Regions from separate parts of the Sus scrofa genome. Here region 1 is linked to region 2. The links are chromatin contacts, called in public Hi-C maps. All regions are on one chromosome and are shown on one strand. The core of a region is the stretch at or near the end of the contact, and the rest is flanking DNA. Distances in the headings are between cores, read along the strand shown. Region 1 overlaps TGFBR3 (transforming growth factor, beta receptor III). Region 2 overlaps TGFBR3 (transforming growth factor, beta receptor III).

Region 1 (2,940 bases), core at 173-2,672, 73 kb after region 2:
TGGTATGGCTGTGCATTGATGGCTGCGGGGGACCGGTTCCAGGTCTCTCTCCGATACTCAGATCCAGAGATGCTCAAGTCCCTCATAGAAAATGGCATCGTATTTGCATATAATATTCTCCTGTATACTTTAAATCACCTCTAGATTACTTACAATACCTAATACGATGTACATGTCTTGTAAATAGTCGTGACTACAAAGCAAATGGCATATAAATAGTCGCCCGTACACGGGAAGGTCCAGTTTTGCCTTTTGGAACTTTGTGGAATTTTTTTGCCCGGGATTTTCTGCCTGTGGTTGGTTGGATTTGCCAGTGTGGAACCCGCGGGTACCGAGGGCCGACTGTACCATAGGACACCGTCACGCTTGCCCGTTGGTATCTCCTTTGACGGAGGTTATCCCTGATGAGAAAAAATACACAATGGACCTTATGATCAAACTTATCATTTTAACAACAGTATGTTTTTTAAACAAAATTCTGTTTCGAGTGTCCCCAGAGCACTTTTGCACACAGTATGTTTATTTCAAAGCTGTGTGTGGGGGGGGAGTGGCCCTTCATGGTGACACACCAAAGAGCCACTGAATACCATTGCCTCTCTCCCACCCTCAGCGTCCTGCACCAGGACTGGAAATTTAACTCTTCCTATCAAGAATGATGAGGGGATTTAAAATCAAAGAAAGAGAGGTAGACCCTTCTCCCACTTTGGGCTACGTTTCCTGTGGGCCAGTGAATTCAAACGTAACTTATATTGTGCAGGGATTGCACCGTTGAGCTTCTCATCAGACTTTGATTTCAAAAGTCAATAAATCAGAGATCAGTTTTGGTGAAGATTCCATCCTGTCCTGTGGGAAGGATTCCAGGGAAAATTAAAAGAGGGGGAAGAGATGCGATCTGGCACATGCGCTTAAAGATTAAGCCCAAGGCTTCCTTGGAGTCCATCATTCATTTTATGCTTCACGAGTGTGTAAAACCGAGATGGAAATAAAGACTTTCCCCTAAATCCAGAATGACGGAGATGCTATTCTTTGGTAAAAATCCTCTTTTGTGCTGGCTTCTTAGAAGTTTGGGTTGTGCTCATTAATTTTCCAGTGACCACTTGGTTGACATCTGGTTTTTTTATTTGTATAACTGTATATCCAGAATTTGGGGAAAGTAAATGCAGATAGGGTTTTGTAACAAATGCTAATGGCTTAAGCAAACCTTATATAAGTCAAGAAATTGTCTAGCCCTTGGCCTCTTATTCTACTCTGAAGGTACTTAACTTTTTTCTTTCGCCGCCATGCCTCCCTTTTCTGTCCACCCTGGCACCTTCTAATCACTGAACCGTCACCCGCTTCTGGTTTTGAAGGATTTTGAGCAGCTGGCAAATGAAAATGTTATACATTGAAAGTGTTAGAGGCTGAAAAGTGCAGTGATTCTGCTTCAAAAGTAAACTCTTTGGTGTGTCCAAGTCCATTTTAAACAGTGGCTGCATTAAGGAACCACCTTTTTTTTCCAAGGAGGAGAAAAATGTTAGGGTCTAATTATCTGCAGGCACATTTTCTATTGTTATGTAAAACTGTTTTGTTATGTGTGCACTAACAATCTGTTTTGCACATGTCATTTGCCTGGGACCCACTCCAGCTTTTTAATCAACTGGCCAGACACTGGGAACATGAAGACTTGGAAGAGGGGAGAGAGTTGCAACTTTCTGGCATTTGGGTCGTAACGCTGCCTTTGTTTTCCATTCACAGTGCTTTCCAGGTGGATATAATAATTGACATAAGACCTTCTCGAAAGGATCCTGAACTGGTCAAAAATCTCATCCTGATCTTGAAGTGCAAAAAATCCGTCAACTGGGTGATCAAATCTTTCGATGTTAAGGGAAATCTGAAAGTTCTCGTAAGTTGGTTGAGCGTGTCTTTGTTCTGAGGACTGGCAGTCTTTTGAGCCGTGTGGGTTATTGTTACGTTCGTGACGTTTCTCTCCAGGGTTTTTCACTTTATAAAAAATAGGCTGCTCCTTGACTTCTCCTGACCAGGGCAGGGGGTGTGGTGGTTAAAAATGTGGCCTTTCAGGTCAACACAGACCCGGATGTCAGTCCAGACGCTGCCATTTACAGACCGTGACCTTGAGCGAGTCCCTTAACCTCTCTGGACTCCGCTTGCCTCTTGGTGAATTTCCTGAAATGTATGCATGTGTTTTCCAGTCTTGGTGTCAAGACAGTTAAGCCTTTCGTGGCTGAGAGTCCTGCAGGGGCCTCAGGGTCATGGTCCTGAATGTCAGCCCCCGCTTTGGGGCTGGGTCTTTAAGGGGGTGTGGGGGTCACCTGACTCCAGCTTGTTGGGGCTTTGAGATAAATCCCTGTATTGGCATGTCTTTTGGCTTGCTTCTAACTTCTAAGGGTAAAACACAGAGAGTCACAGAGGTTAATGAGATGCTACTGGAAGAGCATCCCAGTGGTACCCTGAGCATCCATTTCTGAAACAGACTTAGTGTGCTTAGCTGGGCGGCATGGTAGGCAGATAGCAGCTGGTTTCCTCAAAAGTTGAATGCCGAAATGAATTTGGTAAAAGGAATCTTTTTCAAGTGTGTTTATAGAGATTTAACTATTTGACAGACTGTGGATCACATTAGGTTGAAAGTTAAAGAAGACGTCCCCTTCCTCATTTTTAAGAAGATAATGATCTCTTTCGCATTTTTTTGTGTTTGGGGGCTCCAATCTTTGTGCCTTGTCTTTTTAAAAACCTGTGGCCGGTTCCTCTTTCAGTACCTGCATCGAATCAGTTGGAATGGGTTTTACGTTGTCCGCATTTGGGAGAGGGGTGACTTGGGTGTCCTTATTGTTCCTTCGGGGGGATAAAGCGGTGGCAGAGCCAGCAGCCCCCTGGCAACGTCATGTACGAGCATCTGCCAGAGGCAGCAGCAAAGCCACCAGCACATGCATGCTAATTTTAAAG
Region 2 (2,700 bases), core at 111-2,610:
TTTGTCTGCTTTTGGTACTAGGGTAATGAGGTAGAATAAGTTAAGAAGGATTCCCTGTGCTGCTGCTGTCTCATGAAAGAGGGTGAAGAGGGTGGGTGTAATTTCTTCCTTAAATGTTAGGTGGAATTCACCAGTGAGTCCATCTGGGGCCAGCATTTTTTAACGAAAAATTTCACCTTACAGAGATCCAGATCTGAGTCTGAGGCCTTGGGTGACTGGGGGAACCTAGGAAGAATCAAGTTCATTGAAGTTGCTGTCCTGTGCTTTAAAATGGGGTTGAGACATCATCTTGTGGGGCTGTTGGAAGGATACACAGCACCTAGCACTGCCCGGCCTAGAGCGAGCACTTAACGGGAGCTGTGTGTGTGTGTGTTTATGACTTCCTAGACCAGATGGACATTGTGTGTTGAACTGGTGAAGGCACCCTTTCTTCTCTACCCTTGGAGGGTGGGGGGCTAGTTCCTGATTTCCCCTCCCCTTCCTTTTGCTTTCCTTCCTTTTCCTCGTCTTCTCCTTGCTCATCTTCCCCCCTTTCCCTTTCTTCTCCTTCTTCTCTTTCGTCTTTGGCTTCACCTTTTTGGCTCGAGGATGTATTAATCACATGTTATTACGGCTTTTTTCTTTTTTAAACTTGGAGGAGAAGAATGCCCTAAGGAGCCTCAAAGCCCAGCCCTATGCTGTGTCTGAGGGTCCAGGGCTCCCTGTACTGAGGGTGTGTAACACCCGCCCCAGGGGGGCTCTGTGAAGTGTGGCTGTTGTTTCACCTGATCAGAGTGTGCTCTGTGCCTTGCTCTCTCTCCTTTGACCTTGGACCCTGCCTCCTAACTCATGGCTGGTGCTGCAGCTCGTGAAGTGGGCTGTGTCCTGTCTTGGACCCTGGTAGGACAGAGAACAGAGACTCTTAAGGCAAAGAGCACGTGTCTTCAGCTGGGGCAGCCCCTCTCTGCTTCTCTCCCTCTTTGGGGAAGACCTGATGCTCTGGTTAGTTACCAGTGAGTTTGTGCTCTCGCCCAGTGTGGAGATGAGGGATGTGGGGCCTTATGGGAGACCCTGGTGGGTGCTGGTGGCATATAAGGCAGATTGCCAGCCCTGTGCAGGTGTGCTTTGGGCAGCTCTCCAGCCCTGTCAGAGCTTCGCACCTACATACAGAAATGAAAGTGAAAAGTGTTTTTGTTTGTGCTTAATTTGTGACAAAGACGAATTCGTGGCAGGAGGCTGTGAGGCAGGTCAGGAGGGCCTCCTGGTGTGGGAGCAGTCGCCCCTGCTCATCCCGGAGCCAAGGAGGAGCAGGGGACGATTCCTGGAGCTCTGCGGTGGGGACTACATCCGGCGTCTGACTGCGGCTGGTGAGGGCAGGAGGGTGGCGGGGGACCCGCTCGGGGACTCCAGGGACCCCTGTGTCCGGTACCTTCTGCCTTCCCCTCAGAGAGCAGCTGGGCACGGGAGGGCGGTGCGGAGGGTGGCAGTGACTCTTTGAGAAGGCACACACTTCGTTTCAGACCAGCTGACTGTTATCAGCCTAGATAATTTCCCTGAGTTCTGAAATAGACTTGGCACACCGGGCAGGCTGTCTGCTTATAGGACCGCAGTGCGGCGGCAGGAGTGCCTGCTTGTGACCTGTGTTTGCATTTGCAACTCGGGCTGTCATCCTGGAGGGACTTGTCTTGTGTAGACGTCAGGAGGAACCAACTGGAGTGCATTCAGGCCTTTGATCGGCTTTCATCTGGAAGGCTGTGGTTGAGAATATGCCATGGTGTTCTGTCTCCAGGGCGCGATGGGGACAATACCAAGCTTACAGAGGTGTGTGAGGTTTAAGTGTCGCCACTTCCTTCTTGTTTCTGGATGGCCCTCTATCAGTTCAGCTAATGGACATCCCATTACTGTCCAGTCTGTCTCCCACGTTAGCTCCTCACAACCAAATCCAGGTCCCTAATCACCAATCAGAAAGGGGGCATTTTTTTTTTTTTTAAAGCTCAATGATTTTTTGAGCATCTCGTGCAGGTGGGGCGCTCTGGTGGGTGCTTGAGGATACAGAGAGAGTGACCCAGAGCTCCCAAGGAGCTCACACTGGACTGGCAAAGACAGACATGTGCACTGGTGGTTACAGTGCAGAAAATGCGACAGCAGAGGGGGCAGAGACGTTACAGGGGACAGAGGAAGGGGTGTTGGTTATAGGCGTGGAGAAAGAGCAGGAAAGGCTTTGGGAAAAAGGAAACAAGCTTGGATGAAGACATGGAGTTGAAACCTTTAAGCCACTTGGGCTTTGCTGGAGGCGGGAGGGCTGAGGCCAAGAGACAGGATGATCAAGAAAGGCCTTGTGGGAGTTCCCGTCGTGGCACAGTGGTTGACGAGTCTGACTAGGAACCATGGGGTTGCGGGTTCGATCCCTGGCCTTGCTCAGTGGGTTGGGGATCCAGCATTGCTGTGAGCTGTGGTGTAGGTTTTAGACGCGGCTCAGATCCTGTGTTGCTATGGCTGTGGCAAAGGCCGGCAGCTGCAGCTCCAAGTAGACCCCTGGCCTGAGAACCTCCATATGCCATGGAAGTGGCCCTAGAAAAGGCAAAAAGACCAAAAAAAAAAAAAAAAAAGAAAGGCCTTGTGTACCAGGCTAAGGCACAGGCTTTATTCACGGGCCACGTGCCCAGAGATGGGAGGCGTAGGACTTGGCATTTGGAATAACCCTTCAGTGAGGACCACCCC

Evidence for each region. Hi-C and Micro-C count contacts between places; a contact is called where the count stands out from the background.
Region 1: a Hi-C map of fetal heart ventricle shows a contact between it and region 2, with 1.8 times the contacts expected there. A contact is called at or near these places in 3 of 47 Hi-C or Micro-C datasets (adipocytes, fetal heart ventricle and heart right ventricle).

The regions. Positions count from the first base shown.
Region 1 is chr4:125,264,954-125,267,893 of Sscrofa11.1, forward strand. TGFBR3 (transforming growth factor, beta receptor III) reads left to right here. Exons shown (of 18, transcript NM_214272.1): 6 at 1,735-1,882. Among named protein-coding and RNA genes, the nearest start is that of TGFBR3, 130 kb to the left of the region's middle.
Region 2 is chr4:125,191,586-125,194,285 of Sscrofa11.1, forward strand. All of the region lies in intron 1 of TGFBR3 (transforming growth factor, beta receptor III), which reads left to right. Among named protein-coding and RNA genes, the nearest start is that of TGFBR3, 55 kb to the left of the region's middle.